2 separate regions of the Sus scrofa genome follow, and region 2 is linked to region 1. A link is a contact called in public HiChIP or PLAC-seq data. All regions are on one chromosome and are shown on one strand. Each heading gives the region's core, a stretch centred on a gene start, on an enhancer-like site or on the middle of the called end of the contact. The rest is flanking DNA. Distances are from core to core; before and after follow the strand shown. Region 1 overlaps LOC110260099 (a long non-coding RNA gene). Region 2 has its middle 460 kb from the start of MIR216-1.

The links. HiChIP or PLAC-seq counts read pairs in DNA pulled down with a chosen protein or histone mark.
Region 2: a contact with region 1 is called in an H3K27ac HiChIP or PLAC-seq map of skeletal muscle, with 3 times the contacts expected there. The contact joins two enhancer-like sites. A contact is called at or near these places in 1 of 47 Hi-C or Micro-C datasets (fetal heart ventricle) and 1 of 2 datasets of contacts at active chromatin or transcription factors (skeletal muscle).

Annotation. Positions count from the first base shown.
Region 1 is chr3:84,621,254-84,628,136 of Sscrofa11.1, forward strand. It overlaps LOC110260099 (a long non-coding RNA gene), which reads right to left. Exons shown (of 3, transcript XR_002342943.1): 2 at 1,468-1,552. Among named protein-coding and RNA genes, the nearest start is that of MIR216-1, 710 kb to the right of the region's middle. Within about 2 kb of position 2,073, at least 2 of the 83 cell types and tissues checked have an H3K27ac peak or open chromatin away from gene starts, as enhancers often do. A contact at or near this core is called in skeletal muscle, where this site is marked.
Region 2 is chr3:84,875,176-84,882,174 of Sscrofa11.1, forward strand. No RefSeq gene overlaps it. Among named protein-coding and RNA genes, the nearest start is that of MIR216-1, 460 kb to the right of the region's middle. Within about 2 kb of position 2,181, at least 2 of the 83 cell types and tissues checked have an H3K27ac peak or open chromatin away from gene starts, as enhancers often do. A contact at or near this core is called in skeletal muscle, where this site is marked.

The sequences.
Region 1 (6,883 bases), core at 823-3,322:
AGTACATATGACAGTAGAAATGTGGCACAATTTGTCTTTAAACAGTACTGTCTTTTTAAGATATTGAGGTGCTATACAAGTGTTAATTTCTAGAGATATGATGAGTTATTTAAATGCACCCATGTGGATCCCACTTATAAGAAGAAGAGCTTTTGTAAATTTTCCCTTAAAACATAGAAAACCGGGACTAGTTCTCAGACAAGTGAGGAGCATGGTTTTATTTTTTGTAATGTGAGAATGAGGTCACTAAAGAACAGTAAGGGCATGACCCCGTGCTGCAGATAATGACTCTGAGTGATGCCAAATGTTTTCTCTGGAAAACTGAACAGCTGAGCAGAAGTAATGGCTATGATGCTCCAAGTCATGCTAGCTCAGCCCACTTGAGACCCATGTCCACTATGTCTAGAAGTGAATATGCTTGAGTGCTTCATGGTCCATTGGACTCTCTGTAACACATCCTTGGTATCTACTAAGTTTTAAAGAAGAAATATATCCATTGGAGCTGTAAACATCATTAAAATATTCATGGAGTTAATAGGACAGCTGGTTGCTGACACATTTATCAGTCTTAAAGTGACTTCTTAGTAAAATGGTGAACTATTACCCACCATACAATTTCTGAAATTTTATTAGAAAATGATGAAGCGTAGGATACTAGTATATTTTTAAAGAGTATATTATGTTCTCTGTGTTTTACATGTTATATAATTGAATTATCATAGTCATTTCATTAGGTAATTTTTTTTCCTTGCCCATTTTAGATATGAAGAAACAAAATATAAGAGTAAGAAATCTGTCCAAGATTTCATGAATAGGAGTTCCCATTATGGCTCAGTGGGATAAGGACACAGTGTCGTCTCTATGAAGAGGCTGGTTTGATTCTTGGCCTTGCTAAATGGGTTAAGAACCCAATGTTGCTGAAAGCTGTGGCCTAGGTCACAGAGGCAGCTCAGATCTGGTGTTCCTGTGGCTATGGCATAGGCTGGCAGCTGCAGCTCCAATTCGATCCCTAGCCCGGGAACTTCCAGTATGCCCCAGCTGAAAAAAAGAAAAGATCTCACAAATAGTAAACGATGTTGCAGAGATGTGAAAGAGGTTTCCCTGACTCTGAAGGCTTTTTATCTTTCATAGAGCAGATTAGTATCCCAAAGAACAAGATTATGCTATCCAATAATTTATTCTGAGCATCTCCTATTTTCTCAGCATTATCCTATGTGCTCTGGGAGATACAGTGCCTTAACGATGTTTGACTTTGCCTTCAGATGTTCACAGTCTTAAGAGACAAGGCAAATAAACATGAATAAACCAATTAGAGGATAATTCAAAAGGAAGTAATTAAGTGCTAATAAAATGAAACCAAGTGCCAGCCTTGTATCACATACAGAGCCCTAGATTTGAAATCAGAAACACAGAATTTAAGCACAGTTCTGTCACTTATTTCTGTATGTCATTAAGCAAATTACTTACCTTTGATCTCCTCACAGGATAATATTCTCTGTCATGGGAATATGTCTTTTGTCTTTATTGGACTCATATTGGAGTCCCATGAAATCTGTGTATGAAAACAGAAAGAAGTATTTCACTCAAATATCTCTTTCAAAATAAGAGTGCAGGCAGTACTGTCTGAGTTGCCTCTGAGAGACGATAACACTAAAGACAAACCTGGAGCAAAGCATGCTTCTCACACAGCCTTCGCACCAGGGGAGTTCTCGCATTTCCTAAGAGGAACAGCAGTAAAGGCCCTAGTGCCAAAGAGGCAGTGGCAGAGCAGCTGGCAGGAGGGAGCAGTAGTGCCAGGGAAGCTGGTGAGAGGCTGCGGTGCCCAGCACAATTCGTGCAGAGAAGAGGCAGCAGGTGGCAAGGAGTTATCAATCCTAAACCTCTGCAGGGCTGGGGACAAGAGAAGTAATGGAGTCAATGTAACAGCTACCTAAATATTTAAAAGTTATAAATAGAGCTACTGGACTGACAAATAAAATCTCTTCATATGACCTTCACTTGACAGCACTGGGAGCTATTGGTCACCCCTGGATAGGGGCCTGCAGCTCACACCCTTCTACTTCTTGACAGGCTGTCTAGCCCTGCAGGTGGCCTTTCAGATATAATGTGGGCACCCCAGCCCCAAAGTGTCCAAGCTCCTTCTATAACCCCACAGAGAGTTCTGCTTAGACTCAGGCCTATGGTTGTGCTTTGTGATGTGATCTACCCTCAGGAGGAAAGAATTGGGTAGGTGAGAATTGACAGAAGGGTGTTGCTTCTACAGCAGGCAGAATCCTGAAGGGAGGTTAAATTATGACTGCAAAAAGAGAGCTAGCTCCTTGCAGAAATCCTTTCAGAACTAAAAGGAAAGTTAAAAGTCATTAGAGATAAACATTAATTATGTCATGGTTTGTTATAGCTTTGGCACTTGGCATAGATATTTTCCAAGAATCGACTCCTACGAAATCCCTCCCATCCAGTCAAAAACTAATTATATCCCCAGCATCTAACTCCAGCCATGATATATAACATGACAAATAAGCATTTGTTAAATAAATGCATAGAGAGAAAACTATGTGCCAGAGCTGAAAGCCATTGAATCCAGAAAGAACTCTTTTAATTAAATGAGAATAAATAAGTGAACACATAAAATATTATCCAAAGGAAAATCAGGGTATTGTCACTACCACTACTGTATTGTGAGTGAGCAAATAAATAAGCTCAAGTCAAAAATCAAACTTCTGCATGGGTCAAGCCAGAAATTCAAAACTAAATTAAAAATATAAATTGTCTTAGTTGCCCATGGAATTTGGGATCAGTTCTTTGAGTAACAGTTTTCTGAGGTCATTGTCCTCTGTAAGCACAGGCAAAGCCCAAGGAACACTACACACAAGGTCTTGATTAGATTTTTCCAACACTGAGACAACGCACAATAAATAGTATGAAATTTTATCTGAATTATGTGAATCTATAAGTGTTACAGTCAGTCTATTTATTAGACTTACTATTTTTTTCCATCCATAAGAGGATGAAACCTCTACATTTGATAAATCTAAGCAATCTTTTCTTTTATCACATTAAAAAAAAGATAAAATGGAACCAGGTTTCTCTTTCTTTTATATATTAAAAAGAATCCCAAGTATCTCTCTCAGGAACTTATTCTTACTTATCTGGGAAAGAATTCATGTAAAAAGGACTCCGAAAAAAAAATGGAACAGGGAACTTACACAATTTTAACAAGTTGTTCTCTCAACTAAGTGTTTCTCCTTGGCAGCCTCTGAGTGTGGAAACAGATAGTCTTTGTGCCTATATCAGTTTTAAGATAAAATTTTATTGATTTTCACTAGGATTTCAAACAAGACACTTAGGGAGATCAAGGGGTTCTTTCATATCCCACAGTGACTTCTCTTGGAAATGTTCTTTGCCATCAATGATACTGATTTTGGAAAGCCATGGAGAAGGATGATGAAGTTCTCAGAAAAAAAGAACAAAAGGGGTAATTCCCTTGCCCCCTTCTTTCTGTTCAAAATAAACCACCCTTCCTTTAGTCCTATAAGAGTTCCTGCTATATAAATACTGCTTGAAATGGTAGCTTGTTCCATCTTGAATAATTTTCACCCATTCTACTGTTCATGGGTAGTAGAAAAGTACTTGGCTTTCTACTAAAAAAAAAAGTTTAGTCTTACATTGTACTTTCCATTCCATATTGAAATAAAATTGAATTAATAGTGGATGCTAATTGACCAAGGACTTCTCAATTTATCTTCTCCCACTTCTTCACTATCCATGTAAAAACTTGTTATTTCCATTAGTTACCACTAGATGGAGATACAAATTTTGAAGTGCTTAATAAATGTCCCTGTTTGCATTTACTGAAGGGTAACTAGAAAATAATATATATGATTGTTGTAGTCTTATATGTCTATAAATCCTACTGAGTTGGGTAATGTTGAATCCATACTGTTTCAACTCATGTTAAGGAAAATTATATATGTATGTATATATACATATGAATAATGACATCTAGGACATGTACATTTTTATATTCTGTAATATAGGCATACATTGAAAGGTGAAAAATGAAATAAAGTTCTCTGGTTTTGCCATAGTCAGAGAAAATTCACTGCATATTACTTTATGTGGAATGCCTTCAATACTTGACAAAATGAACAATGTTAGTTGAAATTGAGACAGAGAAAAGGGACATACAGACACAAAAGTAGATGCTGCTTATATCCACAGCCAAGTGTTTCCTTTCTGTTCCTTTCTGTGCTTAATACAGGGTCTTCATGTTCTCTTGCCCTCTTCTCCTTGTAGAAATCTACTTTCAAAATGTATCTCGCAATTTTCTTCAAACTGAAATGTCAATGACCAACAACGTCCTATGTGTTACCTCACACAGGGAGACTGTTTTTAAACAGGGGCTATAATACTAAGCTTTGGTTAAGTCTTTAGGAAAAGAATTCCAAATATTAGCAAATTAATAGACAGGACCTAAATAGTTTTCTCTTGATCTCACAAAGAAGGAGGTCAGCCAATGCTGAAATGCAAAGGAGGAAGGTCAGCCAATGCTGAAATGCAAGAAGATTCTGATTGATTTTTTTTTTTTTTTTTGGTCACAGTTGCATTTGGTGCAATGCAGGAAAGAGCCTCGCTGGACTTGTGATGGCTTGGAGAAGGGTAGTTATCTGCATGATTTCTCAGCACAAGGTGGCAGCTGGCAAGGGAAATTGCACTGACTGCAGTCCTTCAAGAAGAGAGAGAGATGAGTCCTTGGGACTGGGCATTTTGTTCCATGAAGAGAACTGAAATGGGGTGGGGAATGGGAATGGACTAAATGGGCAAGGCAAATGAAAGAAAGATTGATGTTGATCTGAGGGGTACCTGACTCATTCACATATATTTCCCCTAAAAGACAGGCTACAAAGAAACTGAAATCTACACACAATGAAGGGTTGGAATGAAGAAAGAATGAAACATTTTCAAGGGTAGTTCTCACTAGCTACTCTATCTCCAAATATTTGAAGCAATCATTTTTTTTTTCCTAGGGAGTTTCCGTTGTGACTCAGCAGGTTAAGAACCCGAAATAGTGTCTGTCAGGATGAGGGTTCCATCCCTGGCTTCACTCAGTGGGTTAAGGATCCAGCATTGCCATGAGCTGTGGCGTAGGATCCCATGTTGCTGTGGCTGTGGCATAGGTTGGCAGCTGCAGCTCCAATTCGACCCCTAGCCTTGGAACTTCCATATGCTGCAGGTGTGGGCCTAAAAAAAAAACAAAATTGTCTCTTCATCTAATCCAGGGTACTCATTTAGGAAATGTAACTAAGTTCTCAGAAAGAAAATATCATAGTAAGAACTTGCCACTTTGTCAAATTTATCACCTAAAATTTTCTTGCACTCTGATTCTCTAAGGAGAAGCTTTTTATAATAAGTAGACAGCTGCTTGTGTTTTTGATTAGAAATACTTTGGAGACAAGGAAAGGGGAGTATAGGGATCCTGTGGGTCTTTTTCCCATTTGTTAAAAAAATGTAAGTTAAATACCCACTCAAAGAGTTTAACTCAGCTCCAGTCCTATGCTTGCCATACAATTGTCTTTGCTTTGTAAGCTTTATTGTGACTTTATCAATTATTGACAATTTATTTGATAGGTCTCTGGCCCCTTTCTTATAGCAGATGTTTCATTTAATGGACAAGTTTCTGGGAGACAAGTAGAACCATTCACCTGAGACTGTGTGGGTACTGGCATACTTGGTCCATAATATTAGGTTTATGGAAGTACTGAAAATAGCATGATATACAGGCACATTTTATATATGTCATAGTCTTTTCCAGGAGAAAAGGATAACAGTGAATTTTCTCAGATAGCTATATTTTATTCATGCACATATTCAACAAAAATTGAATGAGCACTTATAAAGGGCAGATGTTAAAAACAAAATAGAGCCCTCTTAGAGATCACAATGCAGTGTGAGAGATGTCCAAAGATTTTATAACTTATAATAAGCATAATTAAGGAAAAATAAAACACATAATGAGAAGGTATAGCAGGGGGAAATAATTTAGTTTGAGGGAGTCATTTGAGGAATCTCTTAGAAGTTGACATTCAAGGTGAGATTTTATAGTGACCTGGAGGGAGCCAGACAAATGGGTGGAGACAGGAGGGTCTTGGGCAGGGATAATAGCAATACTACGTGTGAGGTCTCTTGTCATATTTGACACACTAAACCTTTGCTCACCAAGGATATGATCCCCCATTTCCTTTTGGACCCTGCCTGTTGACATTTGCTTGCTGTTTCAGTAGGGTCCCAACAGGAAACAGATACCATAGTCAAATTAGAATAATTCAAAGGTGGTTTAAGTACATGTGGGTAGGTTGTAGAAACATAAAGGATGCTGCAGTTAACCTGGACTTGTAACCATGGGGCTACTGCTGCCCTCAGACCCAAAGGGACAAGGCGAAAGCATTGAACAGAACCTGGCAGTGGAGCATTATGTAGAAAAGGTCACCTTGAACAGATCAAAGACTTTCAGTCCAAAGAAACAGCCAGTTAGATTGGTTCTACAGTGAGTGGGCATCACACCCCTCCCTCTCCTCTGATCTCCTCCCAGGGCACTCCACTGATCACTCCAACTAGAAGCCTCAGGGCAGGGAAGCTTCTTGATGCTGTCCCTACAGCCCAACCTACTCAGAGAACAGGGTAGATAGAAAGGGATGGAAAATGGATCTGAAAGAGCAAATAGAAAATGTCTGGTGATCTTGGTCATTTCTAGAATAAAAAAGGGATGTCAGGAAGGGAAATGGCCCTGATATCAATCATATTCTGACAAAGCCGAAAAAATCAACAGCAATCCATCCTAGCGTTCATTGTTTTACTGAGCTTCCTCACTTCTATTACTTCTCTG
Region 2 (6,999 bases), core at 931-3,430, 250 kb after region 1:
AATTCATTTGAGTAATTTAAAAAAATTAAAAATGTAAAACAACAAGAAGAAGAAAGCCTAGGTGATATGTACTTGGAAAATCAGCTTCCTGAGGCCCAGAACAAGATGACAAAGGATAGAGAGTACAAATGAGGCGTAAGAGATCAAATGGAGAGTAACCAGCACAACAACTAAAATATCAAATCATCAAAGATGAGTGGAGAAAAAGAGCTTACTCCAAAGCAGTGGGTCAAGAACTGATCAAATAAAGGAAAAGTAAAGCCTCAAGAGAGTTCTCAAGGAACTTTGCACATCAGTCAGAGAGAAGCTTTTTGGGAGGGTGGGCATTTGACCACTGAGCAGACCAGATAATTTTAACCATCACTGATATGAGTATACAGTCTGCACTCCAGCCTCATTGACTTTTCTTCTAAAATTTTCTTCTCAAAATTCCCAAAGGGGACCTTTATACATGTTATTCCCTTTGTCTGCATATACACCGACCCTGTCACTCTTCTTTCAAACTCAAATACTCCAGAGAACCCTTGACCTCCCTGACAAGACCATCTTCATCCTAAAACATGTTCTTATAAAAGCTTTGACATATTCAGTTTTATGTTTAGTTGTGTAATTATGTAATTAATATTTGTTTTCCCCTCATACAATAAATCCTATGGGAGCAGGAATCATGCCTATCTTGGCTCACCATTGAATCCACAGTGTTTAGTAAATGTTAGGGACTCAATAGATATTTTTTCAGGAAATATTTTTTCTAATCAGAAATAAATATCCCTGAAGTTCCCACTGTGGCACAGTGGGTTAAGAATCCAACTGCAGTGATTCAGGTCATTGAAGAGTCATGGGTTTGATCCTCAGCACACATTTGGTTAAAGGATCCAGCAGTGCCACACCACAGGTCATGACTGTGGCTCGGATTCAATTCTTGGCCCAGGAATTTGCATATGCCACAGGTGTAGCAATAAAAAGGAAGGAAGGAAGAGAGGAAGGAAGGAAGGAAAGAAGGAAATATCCCCAGAAGTTCCCTTTGGCTCAGTGGTAATGAGCCTGACTAGTATCCACGGGGATGCGGTTTGATGCCTGGTCTTACTCAGTGGGTTAAGGATCTGGCATTGCCATGAGCTGTGATATAAGTCACAGAGGTAGCTTGGATCCTGCATTGCTGTGGCTGTGTACCTAAAAAGCAGGAAGGAAGAGTGGGAGGAAGGAGGGAGAAATATCCATAACTCATGGAAATTGGGTGGTTTAGCCAAGGGCTGGCTCCATAAATTAACAAAGAACATCTAAGGTGTGTCTTTTTAGATGGCAAAAAGAAAATGTGATATTCCAGGTACACTATGCTAAAGAAAAGTTGTATCTAACACTTAAAAATAGCAAGACAGATTTTATTCAAGCTACTGAAGTAGGAGAGAGATACTTAAGTATTAGAATTCAGCTAATTCAAAATTTAAAAGACAAAGTAGGACTTTATTCAAGAACACTGCAGTAGCAGTCAGGATTAATTCAATAGGGAAGAGAGGTTCAACTCAACTCTAAAACAAAAGAGCTTTTAAGTACTGGAGTAGGCTCCTGGTATTAGCTCCTGGGAAAATACTGGAGGGTGTTGGGGGGAAGATGGTCAATGTGATTGGCCATCAGTGGTCGCTAATTGTCACTGGTCTTAGACTTCTGCCCTCCGTCATATACTGGGAAACAAGGACATTTTCTTTCTTGATTATAGCTCAAAGGGAAGGCACCCGGATCCTTGAGGAAGATATTCCTGGGTTGTAGAAGATTTACATCTCTAAGTGGCAGAGAAAGAATCTATAACTGTAAATTTTTTTAAGAAAATGCTCTAAGAAAAGAGAAGTCAGGGGCCTATAGACAGGAAGACACCTATTTAAAATTTAGTCACACTGAGGGAAACATTAAGGCAACCTCGGATAACCATATTTCCCCACTTCTGCAGTTTTTAAGCAATACAACGTATAAGCAGAAAGAATCTCAGAATCAGTAACATGTTCTTATTTAGCATGGGAAGTACCTAGTATGAGTGAGTGGGAGCATAAGATTATATGATGATAGCAAAAAGCCCCTTAAAGAAGGAGAAAATAATCTGCCTCTGTGGTTTCCAATTACACCCTCTCAGCTATTGCACTGAAAATAGAATCCTGCTTGGTAATTATGGAAGAGATATCTTGGAAGCAGGAGGTATTTACACTAAATGCCAACTCAGCAGGCAATAGCACAGGAAAATTATTCCACCCCCTTACGCTGACTTCTGCCCCAGAATCTGACATGCTGACTGCACACCTTCCTGCCCCCCCACCCCCGGCCTGGGAATCCCAAGGACTGCAGGGGGTCAGCAGCGAGGCCACAATTCACTGCAGACTGAGAAAAGAGGGCGGAAAAAACCCCATCAAATCAGATAACAAAACAGGGAAAGCTTTCAAGGAACCAAGTGCAACTAACAATGTAGGTCATCAGCTGCTCAGACTCTTGCGCAATAATTGCTGCAGTTAAAGTTTCCTCTGAAAACTAACCAATGTGTGAACTGGAGTTTGGCACTTGCCATCAGCCTCTACATGGAGTAAAACATGAGCCACTGCATCTGCCTACCCACAGCACCCCCTAAACAGAGCTCAGGGTGGAGACCAGGAGTGAGGCACTCTGTGCTTTAGAAAAACTGGAATAACAGGTCTTCGGATAGATATTTTTAGAAGATTTTATGAGCCCAATTCTTGCATCTCCTCATATCTAGAAAAACACTAAAATCCTTCAATGATGACTGATGTCTGTGACTAGCAGACCTTCAAGAGACCAGCAGCAAAACTTCTGTAAAATTTGTTCATGGCTGCACACTCCCCCCCTTTATGACTTCTATCTTGATATTCCCCCTTTCCTCTTTGGATAGCTCTGAAATACTGCCCCCGGGCTATAATTAGTGAACAAAACAAAAGATGTCACAGTCACCATCATCTGTGAGAACAACCACTCCCAAAGATGGGGCAGGAAACTCAGGAAAGAAACAAAGACAGGCCCACAGCTGAGGTGCACATCAAAGGAGAGATTCCAGTAAGCCCAGACCTTTACATCTTCTGTAAATCTGATTATCTGTACATCTTTTGTTCCTACTACCTTTCTTTTGTGCAAAACTCACATATCCTAGCTCCCCACTTTGCCTCCTCCTCGACCACTTTCTCAGTGCTACCTGTGATGCTGTCTCCTGGCTTAAATCCTAGTTTCACCCCCAAATAAAACTTAACTCTCAACTTTCAGGTTGCACATTGTTTTTTTTAAGTCAACAAATGGTATAAAGTAGCATATTTGGGACTGCATGGAGAAGCAATGCATGAGTCTGCATTGCTGCTCTCGCCACCTATAAAGTTCCATCAGGTATGTGGCCTCCAAGTAGAGACATATCCCTCAAATGCACTGTCACTCCTCCCAGGACAGGCCACCCCACCCCCACAGCTCTATCTCCTTAGCAGCTGCGGCTGTTTCCAGGCTTCTTGCTTTCCACTTAGAGAGAATGAGTCTGTTCATTAGTCTTGGTGCTCTGAGTGTCTGCTCATTGAGACTAATTAGCTCCCTGGTAAGAAAAGTCTGTGAAGACCAGGCTTATTCCTCTCATCTTCCCACTCCCTTTCCTTTGGAAAATGGACATGTAATTTCTTTAGTTTTTTGCAGAGACTGATATGGCTGATGATTCAGCAATTTTGATGTTCTGGAAAATATAATGAAGAGGAGAAGAGACAATACTATTCATTAAGGTGACTTCAGCTTTTGTTAAATTGAAGATATGTGATGCAGGGTTCATTTCATTGCTTAAATGACAAGCATCCCCAAAGCAGAGGTGATGCCCTTGAGTGTCTGTGTCTCCCTTGCTTCTCTGTGTGGCTTTGCATCCCACCTCCTCTTCTACAATAGACAGTTTTTCCTCTGTCTCTCACCTGGCCTCATTCCTGCACTCTTGATGAAGCACATTAACTCCTTTGACTCCTAGGTCATTCACTAAGTTCATGTCTGAGTTGCAGGGAACCCTGGCTGCCTCAAACCTCACATCCACTGGCAGCAAGGCATGTGGGGTCATGCCTTGGCACATGATTAATTCTGCAATTCCAAAATGGACTGTTCATCTTCATGCTTTAGAACTTCCAAAGATTTTAAAGCGACTGCATCAGCATCTCCTAAAATCCCTTTTGTTCCACTGACAGCTTTAAAAGATCGTCTTCCCTAGCTGCAAAATTACGGATGTCATTTTTAATGATCGATGTTATTTGTCATCCCAGAGGATGATCTCTGGTGAGAATTACAAAGATGCCTTTACGAGACAGGGCCAGGAGCCCAGAGTAAATCAGCGGATGGTTTTATGGCGACCCAAGTGACAGAGCTGAAGTAATCGCGTGGAAAGTGACACCAGACTCTAAATAACACTCCCTTCCACATCGGCCCTGACCTATGGCTCATTTGTTCGCATTGCCACTAAGCAAATGTGCCTTCAGTCCAGAGCATGTGAAAACACTCAGTGAATCATTATCTGATGGACAATGGCCTTCAGCCCCTGCTCTATTAGTAACCAGCTGTATGACTTACTCCACACCAATTAACCTCTCTGAGCCTCAGTTTCCACAGTTGTAAAAAGATCTCTATGTTATCGCAAAGGTTTTCTGACACTGCATTATGTCCTTCAGGAGAAACATCTTATGGACTCCACACCAATTAACCTCTCTGAGCCTCAGTTTCCACAGTTGTAAAAAGATCTCTATGTTATCGCAAAGGTTTTCTGACACTGCATTATGTCCTTCAGGAGAAACATCTTATGGTTCACTAACTAACTTCATTACCAGAATGAAAGCTGGCTGAACACCACATGCTAAAAACCTTCAATGTCAGAAACTATACAATGATACCCTCTGGAAAATATTACCCTGTGATCAGTTTAAACAACTATTCCCTGCCTAGTTAAGGAAGCTTGACAAACACTAATTATTCTCATTAAGTTAATTTGGTCTCCCAGACCTTCCCTGACATCTGGAAATCAAAGGCTAACACCCAAGCTAGAGACTTTTTGGAGGAAACCCACAAATAGCTCCTCCTTTTATATGATGAGAATGTACAATTGGTATGAGGAAGTGGGTCAGACCCGTCATATTGCAGGCCTTCCTATGTCATTTGTGGGGCCTGGGACAAAGGTATAAATGAAGGTCCACCAGCTGTTATTATCAGAGTCTGTGCTCTTCAGGACAATCTAAAGCTTGGGGCTCACAGCTGGGGCTTCTATGCACAGACTAAAAACTGACCTGTGTATGTGACCTGTGTAGTGCTTGGTGGATCAAAGGGGACTAAAGCCTCACTCCCAAAGAGTCACTTCATCATACCTTTCATGTTAGTCTGTGCCCTCTAGTAAATAAAGAGACAAGATAAAACAAAAAGTGCAAGAAATTTATTAGGGGAAATGCCTGGGAGAGAAAATGGGGAGAAATCAGAAAAGGCCAGGAGAACTTACAGATGCAGTGCCTGTCTGACCCCAAGGAAGGATCAAGGGAAGGAAGGAAGGTTGGAGGGAAGTGTTTTACACTACAGGGCAGTTCTAAGGAAAGTTTGCATGGCCACTGGGTCATGCTCAAGACCATCTCCCATCAAAGAATAGCCTATCACAGCATTAACCCTGCCTGAGTATCTCTGTCACAATCAAGTCATTGATTGGGAGTAGCGTGGAGAGCATGACACAGAGTGAAGGCTGTGGTGGACTCCAGAGGGTGGCACCTGGAGACGAAGTTGAACTTTGCCCCCTGCAGTCACAGATCTGAGGGGTCGCCATAGCCTGTTTTATTCTCACAAACCTCCCCTCTGGTTCTAACTGCAGATGAAGCTTTTTATCACTATTGCCAAGCAAGCTCCTGGTGGTTCATGGTAACAAGTCCTTCAGCCTCCAAAAGGTAGCAGTGCAACCAAGTGGCAAATAGTCTGGGTTTCCAGAAGATGGCCTACCCCTGTTTAGATTACAGAGCTGCCTATTAAAGGAATAAAAATCTAAAGAGGAGATGCCATTGGCCACCTTGGTCAGGGTCCTCCTGCCCTGCTATTTCTTTGCACTGCAGTGACTTGGGGGACTTCTCCTTTGGAAGAGATGTGGGCTCCAGATCACAGTCTGCACCACACCCCCCTCACTGTGATATGTTATCTGTGCCTTTATGAAAATAAAAGCCCTAATGTGGGTATTGTATGTTTTTTCTAGTACTGCCAAAGCAATTTACCACAAACTCAGTGGCTTAAAATGACCCCCACTTGATTTCTCACAGTTTCTGTAGTTTCCTGCATAGGTTCTCACAAGGCACAAATCAAGGGGTCAGAAAAGCTGGACTCGTAACTAGGGCCTATGGGAATGAAACCACTTCCAGGCTCATTTAGCTTATTGGCTCTTTGGTTACGGGCCAGTTCCTTGCAGTTGTACGGTTGAGGTCCCTACTCCCTTGCTGATAGTAGCTTTTAGTTTCTAAAGGCCACTTTCATTCCTTATCATATGGTCCCCCAAACTTCAAAGCCAGAAGTTGTGCATCAAATCTTCTTCCTGCTTCAAATCACTGACTTTGCTTTTGCTGCTGGCCAGAAAAAACTCTTTTTAAAGGGTTTATGAAACAAGATTAAACCAAACCAGATAATCCAGGATAATCCCCCTATCTTAAAGTCAATTAATTAGTATCTTAATTACACCTTCAAAGTCTCTTTTGGCAGATAACATATTCATGGGTGTGATCTTAGAGTCAATCATAGGCTCTAGGGCAGAATTCTATGTACAAAATAGATATCTAAACATAAACATTCTCTCAAATTATCCTCCTGTGATTTAAAAAAAAAAAAACTTGCAAAACATAACTCTTTAAAAAAAGCAATGTGAATATTAGACTTGGAGGCCTATACACATGCTTGTCAAGGTGATGGATAGGGGCTGCTCCAGGAAGCAGATGCCCAGAAGAGGATTAGAATCCCCATCAACTCGATCACTCTGTGGGCTGGATC